2 separate regions of the Pan troglodytes genome follow, and region 1 is linked to region 2. The links are chromatin contacts, called in public Hi-C maps. All regions are on one chromosome and are shown on one strand. Each heading gives the region's core, a stretch centred on a gene start, on an enhancer-like site or on the middle of the called end of the contact. The rest is flanking DNA. Distances are from core to core; before and after follow the strand shown.

The links. Hi-C and Micro-C count contacts between places; a contact is called where the count stands out from the background.
Region 1: a Hi-C map of induced pluripotent stem cells shows a contact between it and region 2, with 2.4 times the contacts expected there. The contact joins two enhancer-like sites.

The regions. Positions count from the first base shown.
Region 1 is chr1:81,677,107-81,680,773 of NHGRI_mPanTro3-v2.0_pri, forward strand. CD247 (CD247 molecule) reads left to right here. Exons shown (of 9, transcript XM_054673005.2): 9 at 792-1,899. The coding sequence ends at 857. Among named protein-coding and RNA genes, the nearest start is that of CD247, 88 kb to the left of the region's middle. Within about 2 kb of position 2,080, at least 6 of the 24 cell types and tissues checked have an H3K27ac peak or open chromatin away from gene starts, as enhancers often do. A contact at or near this core is called in induced pluripotent stem cells, where this site is marked.
Region 2 is chr1:81,567,830-81,571,963 of NHGRI_mPanTro3-v2.0_pri, forward strand. It overlaps CREG1 (cellular repressor of E1A stimulated genes 1), which reads left to right. Exons shown (of 4, transcript XM_009437443.5): 4 at 1-1,085. Among named protein-coding and RNA genes, the nearest start is that of CREG1, 14 kb to the left of the region's middle. Within about 2 kb of position 1,627, at least 2 of the 24 cell types and tissues checked have an H3K27ac peak or open chromatin away from gene starts, as enhancers often do. A contact at or near this core is called in induced pluripotent stem cells, where this site is marked.

The sequences.
Region 1 (3,667 bases), core at 830-3,329, 110 kb after region 2:
CAATTATGCAAACTAAGCACGGTCAACCTACTTCTCTAAAACATGATCCCCAGCGGGTTGTCATTTCCCTCCTTCTGGCTCCCATGGGCTGTTCATAGCTCGTTCTTCTGACTCTAGTGTCAGGATGCCCAGCTTGCCTGAGTTGAGTGATATCAAAAGGGCCCCAGAAACTTACCTGTGTGTGGCTGCTGTTGATCCTTCTCCTTCCTGGCCCCCGGACCAGGGGGACAGGCATTCCAGCAGGTTTGGGGCCAGCCTTGTGGGCCTGTTCGTGACCAAGAAAACACTAGAATCACCGGGCCTGGGAAGGGAAGGAGGCTCACAGAGGGCTGAGGCCAAGGAGCCCCTCTTCTCCCTGTGACAAGTCCAGGCTTCCTTTGGGCCCAGGTGTCAGGGACAGCAGATTCTCTGGAGCAGGCCTGGGCCCTCCCCCCTGATTCCTGCCCAATATGGGAGGTGGGAGACTCCTTTCTCTTAGGTCCAACAGGAAGTTGGCGGGGCCCAAGCACTGTAAGGCACAGCATTTGAGGAGCTGAGAAGAGGGGTGAGAATTTAGCTGGAAAGGAGTTGCTGCAAGGCCATTCCCGGCAGGGCACAGCACCCATCTACCAACGAAGCTGTTGCAGCCAAGGCTCCTGCTCGTGGGGCCAGGGGGATTATTCCTGGGCCTCTGGAGGCTGGGTGGGTGGTCACAGGGCTGTGCTGCAGAGACACCTGTTGGCCTCTGGGTTGGCTCCTGCCCACACAGGCTACTGACCCACTGTTTGTTTTTTGATTTGCTTTCATGCCAGGGTCTCAGTACAGCCACCAAGGACACCTACGACGCCCTTCACATGCAGGCCCTGCCCCCTCGCTAACAGCCAGGGGATTTCACCACTCAAAGGCCAGACCTGCAGACGCCCAGATTATGAGACACAGGATGAAGCATTTACAACCCGGTTCACTCTTCTCAGCCACTGAAGTATTCCCCTTTATGTACAGGATGCTTTGGTTATATTTAGCTCCAAACCTTCACACACACACTGTTGTCCCTGCACTCTTTAAGGGAGTGTACCCCCAGGGCTTACGGCCCTGGCCTTGGGCCCTCTGGTTTGCCGGTGGTGCAGGTAGACCTGTCTCCTGGCGGTTCCTCGTTCTCCCTGGGAGGCGGGCACACTGCCTCTCACAGCTGAGTTGTTGAGTCTGTTTTGTAAAGTCCCCAGAGAAAGTGCAGATGCTAGCACATGCCCTAATGTCTGTATCATTCTGTGTCTGAGTGGCTTCACTCCTGCTGTAAATTTGGCTTCTGTTGTCACCTTCACCTCCTTTCAAGGTAACTGTACTGGGCCATGTTGTGCCTCCCTGGTGAGAGGGCCGGGCAGAGGGGCAGATGGAAAGGAGCCTAGGCCAGGTGCAACCAGGGAGCTGCAGGGGCATGGGAAGGTGGGCGGGCAGGGGAGGGTCAGCCAGGGCCTGCGAGGGCAGCAGGAGCCTCCCTGCCTCAGGCCTCTGTGCCGCACCATTGAACTGTACCATGTGCTACAGGGGCCAGAAGATGAACAGACTGACCTTGATGAGCTGTGCACAAAGTGGCATAAAAAACAGTGTGGTTACACAGTGTGACTAAAGTGCTGCGGAGCAAGAGGAGGCCGTTGATTCACTTCACGCTTTCAGCGAATGACAAAATCATCTTTGTGAAGGCCTCGCAGGAAGACCCAACACATGGGACCTATAACTGCCCAGCGGACGGTGGCAGGACAGGAAAAACCCGTCAATGTACTAGGATACTGCTGCGTCATTACAGGGCACAGGCCATGGATGGAAAACGCTCTCTGCTCTGCTTTTTTTCTACTGTTTTAATTTATACTGGCATGCTAAAGCCTTCCTATTTTGCATAATAAATGCTTCAGTGAAAATGCAGCTTTACTCTAAGCTTTATTTCAGCAGTCAAGCTTGTAATGGCAATTTAGTCATCAGTAAATCAGCAGGTTGCCCTTGGGGGAGGAGGGGAGCAAAACTGCTGATTCTCAGGAGAGAACAGGACAGTTCCCGGGAACGCGCACATGAGCACAGGTGCATCCTGCGGCCCGGAATGCGGCCATATGGGTGGTGTCACACACGGCAAGTGGGCCGGGCATCCCGGCTGGGTGGCTGTGCCTTAGACAGAGAGAGTGGTGCTTGGTGCAATACAATGTGTCAGGATGGGCCCAGTCTTACGCCAGAAACAGAGAGGGCTATGGGAAAGGAGCCCTGCAGCACGGCACCAGCTTGTCAGGTGCAAGAAAACAAGCGCGAAAGGCTGGCCTGGCACCCAGGCATCAGAATAGACAGCGTGTGAGCAGAAGGTGTCCGGAAGTTATGCACAGCAGCTGACGCCACAGTGCAAAATGTCTCAGTGCATAGGGTTTGAGGGAGGGATGGAGGACAAGTCTTTTAGGCGTTTCTCTCACAAAAGGTGGCCCTGTCCCTAGCAGTATTTCCTCTAACTGCAGTGGCTATATATAAGGCCCCAATTCAACAAGCCCACCAACTAATATTGTGTAAAGACTGAAATCTATACCTTGACATTTTCAAAAAGGAAATCTAAGACCATGACTGTTAAAAGCCCCTGAAAATTTGGGATTCCAACAGGAGCCACGCACATCATCACTAGGCATATTTAACAATTCACAGGCAACTCATAAGGAGAAGGCATTTGATTTGTAACTCAGCCTCAGGGGAATTCTGCTACTCACTGGGCTTTTAAAACTGAAATCTGGTTCATCTATTAGTGAAAGAGAGTGCCTCTCACATCGAGGGCTTGTGCTAGACCAAGTTTCAAGGTCAGCTGACATATATACAGGCTGTGTGACCTGGATGGCTGGTTTGAAAAGTGAGTTGATCCAATTCTGTCAAGAATATGTCAGTCTGGGCATGGTGGCTCATGCCTGTAATCCCAGCATTTTGTGAGGCTGAGGCAGGAGAATCCTTTGAGCCCAGGAGTTTGAGACCAGCCTGGGCAATACAGGAGGACCCCGTCTCTACAAAAAAATACAGCTGGGCATGGCGGCATGTGCCTGTGTTCCTCGCTACTCGGGATGCTGAAGCTAGAGGATCGCTTGAGCACAGGAGGTCAAGGCTGCAGTGAGCCGAAATCCAGCCTGGGTAACAGAGGGAGACCCTATCTCAATATATATATATATATATATATATATAATTTTTTTTATAACATGTCTAAAGAGGCAAAAAGAAAAGCTGGCAGTGGGCAGTGAGCTATGGTGCTAGAGCTAAACTGGGGTGTGGGCCACATCAGGCTACGTGCAAGGTAACCACACAGACAGCAAGCTGGGGGAGAACTGAGATATGCTCACAGAAGCAGGGCTGAGAAACCAGTTTCTGAGAGAGCAAAGCCCTGAATCCGAGGGGAGAGCGGCTAGCCCTGGAACTGCCAGGGTTCCTGTCTTTCCTGAGGTCTGGCAATGCCTTCTCCACAGCACAACTGCACTCCCTCCATCCTAAGACACTGTTGGTTACTGATGTATCAACTTATTTCAAGGGCAAAAACACTAAATATCCATTGTAAGATGTAGATCTGTTTCATGGGTTAAAAGTGAAGATACGCTTAGAATCAAGGAAACATGGAATTTTACTTGTATTGAGGAAACACATTATATATATAAAGATGGAAGCTTTCAATATTTTTCAAACG
Region 2 (4,134 bases), core at 377-2,876:
AGCTACTTTTTTCCTATTTTGAAGCCATTTTCATAGAGAAATATCCTTCACTATAATCAAATAAGTTTTGTCCCATCAATTCCAAAGATGTTTCCAGTGGTGCTCTTGAAGAGGAATGAGTACCAGTTTTAAATTGCCCATTGGCATTTGAAGGTAGTTGAGTATGTGTTCTTTATTCCTAGAAGCCACTGTGCTTGGTAGAGTGCATCACTCACCACAGCTGCCTCCTGAGCTGCCTAAGCCTGGTGCGAAAGGATTGGCTCCCATTATGGTGCTTCTGAATAAATCTTGCCAAGATAGACAAACAATGATGAAACTCAAATGGAGCTTCCTACTCATGTTGATTTATGTCTCACAATCCTGGGTATTGTTAATTCAACATAGGGTGAAACTATTTCTGATAAAGAACTTTTGAAAAACTTTTTATACTCTAAAGTGATACTCAGAACAAAAGAAAGTCATAAAACTCCTGAATTTAATTTCCCCACCTAAGTCGAGACAGTATTATCAAAACACATGTGCACACAGATTATTTTTTGGCCCCAAAACTGGATTGCAAAAGAAAGAGGAGAAGAATATTTTGTGTGTTCCTGGTATTCTTTTATAAGTAAAGTTTACCCAGGCATGGACCAGCTTCAGCCAGGGACAAAATCCCCTCCCAAACCACTCTCCACAGCTTTTTAAAAATACTGCTACTCTTAACAATTACCTAAGGCTTCCTCAACTGCCCCAAATCTCTTAATAGCTTCTAGTGCTGCTACAATCTAAGTCAGGTCACCAGAGGGAAGAGAACATGGCATTAAAAGAATCACATCTTCAGAAGAGAAGACAGTAATATTATTACCCATATACATGATTTCAGAAGATGACATAAGATTCCTCTTAAAGAGGAAATGTCAGGAATCAAGCCACTGAATCCTTAAAGAGAAAAGTTGAATATGAGTCATTGTGTCTGAAAACTGCAAAGTGAACTTAACTGAGATCCAGCAAACAGGTTCTGTTTAAGAAAAATAATTTATACTAAATTTAGTAAAATGGACTTCTTATTCAAAGCATCAATAATTAAAAGAATTATTTTAATGAAATGTGTTGGATTCGTTTTCTTAAACATAGACATTAATATTTATTACACTTTGTTTTATTGTCTACTGTCGAAATAGCATGTTCCTAAATCAGTCACTGGCTGTTTCAAAACTTGAAGTGAATAATACCACTCTTTCTAATTGGCAAAAAGCTCATTATGTCCTAAAATTCTGGGCATGGCCAGATCTAGCCTTTGTCAAAGGTTCTGCCTCAGGGATTTGGTTGCCAGTGTACCTTGTGTTAGAATTAGGTTGAGGGCAGCTATTTGGTTTTGTCCCTTTACCCACTTAGTGAGTTTTTTCTCCAGCATTTGGAACCACATAAATACATATCGACATTCAGGTAAGATCTAGTTATCAGAGAGAGTAAAGTCAACCAGTGTTTCACAGCAGGCGCTGCAGATTCTTTTATAATTGAATGTGCCAGAATATGTCACTGTTAATATTCCAGTTAGCCACTAGGGGGCACTGTGGACTACTCTTTGTGCAAGTTTGGGTTTCTTACACAGCCAAATCAAGCCCCTAGGAATAATGCCCTGGGTTAGGAGCTGGAGTAAATGCAGCTCAGCAGGGGCAAGAGGAGAAGCAGAGGCCTGATTTGCTGCTGCTGCTGCTGCTGCTAGGTTTTCCTGGGTTTATCATTCCCTCCACACTATGTGCTTCTACATCAGGCTTCTGGTCCCCTTGCACCCCACCTGCTGCAGAAGGAGAACAGATCTCTGGGCTCAAACAGCTAGGAGATGAGTGTCTTAGACTGGGGTGGGGAGGGGGAGTCAGCCTTGGTGCAGAGAGCAGGACAGGCCCTGATAAAAGTGTAAAGAGGGGCCGAGCGCGGTGGCTCACACCTGTAATCCCAGCACCTTGGGAGGCCGAGGCAGGTGGATCACGAGATTAGGAGATCGAGACCATCCTGACAAACACGGTGAAACCCCGTCTCTACTAAAAATACAAAAAATTAGCTGGGCGTGGTGGCAGGTGCCTGTAGTCCCAGCTACTTGGAAGGCTGAGGCAGGAGAATGGCGTGAACCTGGGAGGCGGAGCTTGCAGTGAGCTGAGACCGCGCCACTGCACTCCAGCCTGGGCGATGGAGCGAGACTCCGTCTCAAAAAAAAAAAAAAAAAAAAAAAAAAAAAAATGTGGAAAGAGGGAGTAGCTCAGGAGCCTGAAGCTACAGAGTCCAGACAGCTGCGTTTGGCAGATGCTATCTTGACCATCCTTCTGCACTCAGCTGGCCAAGGCCATTTGTCTTTACCAACCATGGCCAATAATCATAGTTTATTCTGTCTTCTAGTCCAGGTTTAAAGTCCTTGACAGGTATGTGGGGGAGTGGAGAAAAATCTTTATGAAATGTGACGAAGTTCAATGAAATAAATGCATCAGATATTCTGAGGAGGTTGCTAGTGTGATGTTCCCTTCTTAGTAGTAGTTAGACTGAAGATCACAAAGTAATTGAAAAGGAGACTACTTTCTTTTAAGGGAGCATGTTTTTCAGTTTTAGTACTGAGGAAATAATGCTCTAATTTGTGTAATGCTGGTTGGTCAGTGTTTCCTAGGGGAATTCCAAACTGTCACTTCAAAACAAGTGTTCTATAAATTTTCATTAGAGAAGACAATTATAATTTAATTATAATTCCTTTTGGAATTAAGGGGGGTACAAATCAATAAAATGTAAATTTTTCAGTTTTTTCTTTAAGATTTATTGTAAGACATTTGTATAGGAAATGTGGAGAATAAAAAGTTTGAAATTTATAACCACCAACCAGCATGGTTGCTAATATTTTAGGTGTGTTTTCTTGGGAGTGATGTTTAAACATAGTCAAGATCTTGCTGTTTAATGAATGTGTATCATGCTTCTTTCACTTTATCATAAACAACTGTGTTCCTAGAAGCCATTCACAAGGATGGCTGAGAATGGCTGCAGAATATTTCATCAGATCAATATAAGCAGGCCACCAAATAATGGTCTGCATTGGGACTCTGTTGCTAGTGACAAGAAACCCAAGTCAAAATTGTTTAAACAAAAAGAGTTCATTGATCTTATATTATTCAGAACTTGGCTTTCATTTCCTGGCTCCTCTTTCTGCCGTGTTAGTTTTCATTGCAGCCAGCAATCTTACCGCCAAGAGGATGTGTCCTTCCTAGCTGGGCCCTAGCCATTCCCGAATAATCACTGTGTCTGGGAATGGGGTGCCCTCTTTGGCCGAACTTGAGTAGTGTGGCTTCTCCTGGAGTTGCGGGTTCACTCAGCACCATGAGAATCACAGAGACTGGGATAATGTAGAAGGGGGACTCCTGCAATGAAAAGAGTGCTTATGCGAACTGAAGGAACACTGAGCAGGCAAAAACCAAAGGCTATTAGCATTTTCTCCAGTTTTTGCACATTTAGGTTACTTTCAGTTTTTTCCTCTTATAAAAGAAAAGTCTTACACATAAAATATTTTCTACATTTCTGTTTATTTCCTTAGATTCCCAGCAGTGGAATTTCCAAGCCAAAAGCTTTTGGTACATGTTATAAATTGCTTTTAAGAATGTGTATCAATTATAATGTCCAGTGTTTGCTTTAAAACATTCTAGCAAAGAAAAAAGTATAGGGGATTAGATGAGGAGAAATTGGCAAAATGGTAACAGTTGAAGCTAGGTGATGTGCCTGGAGATTCATTTTGCTATTATTCTCCTTTGTGTATGTCTGAAAATTATAAAGATTTCTAAATTGAATTGAAAAAAAATAAAGAATTGAGGATCTAGAGAGGTTAAGTGACTTTCCCAAGCCCACCCAGTTCTGGTCTCCAGGCTTTAAATCCTGGCCATTTCTTCTACTCCACACTAAATTGGCATGTGGTCATATTGTCTGAGACACAGATTATGCCAGCGTAAGGCTTCCTGACTCTTCTTTACCCCACAACACACCAAGGCAGGAATGCAGAGCTAATCTATGTTTGTGGGTGGGGAGGGGGCATGAGTAGTGGGTGCTAGGGAGCTAGATAACAAGTTTGACTTGGTGATTCAGGAGTTCAATAGAGATTTCTTGAAATGATGTTTTCAGTAAAATTTT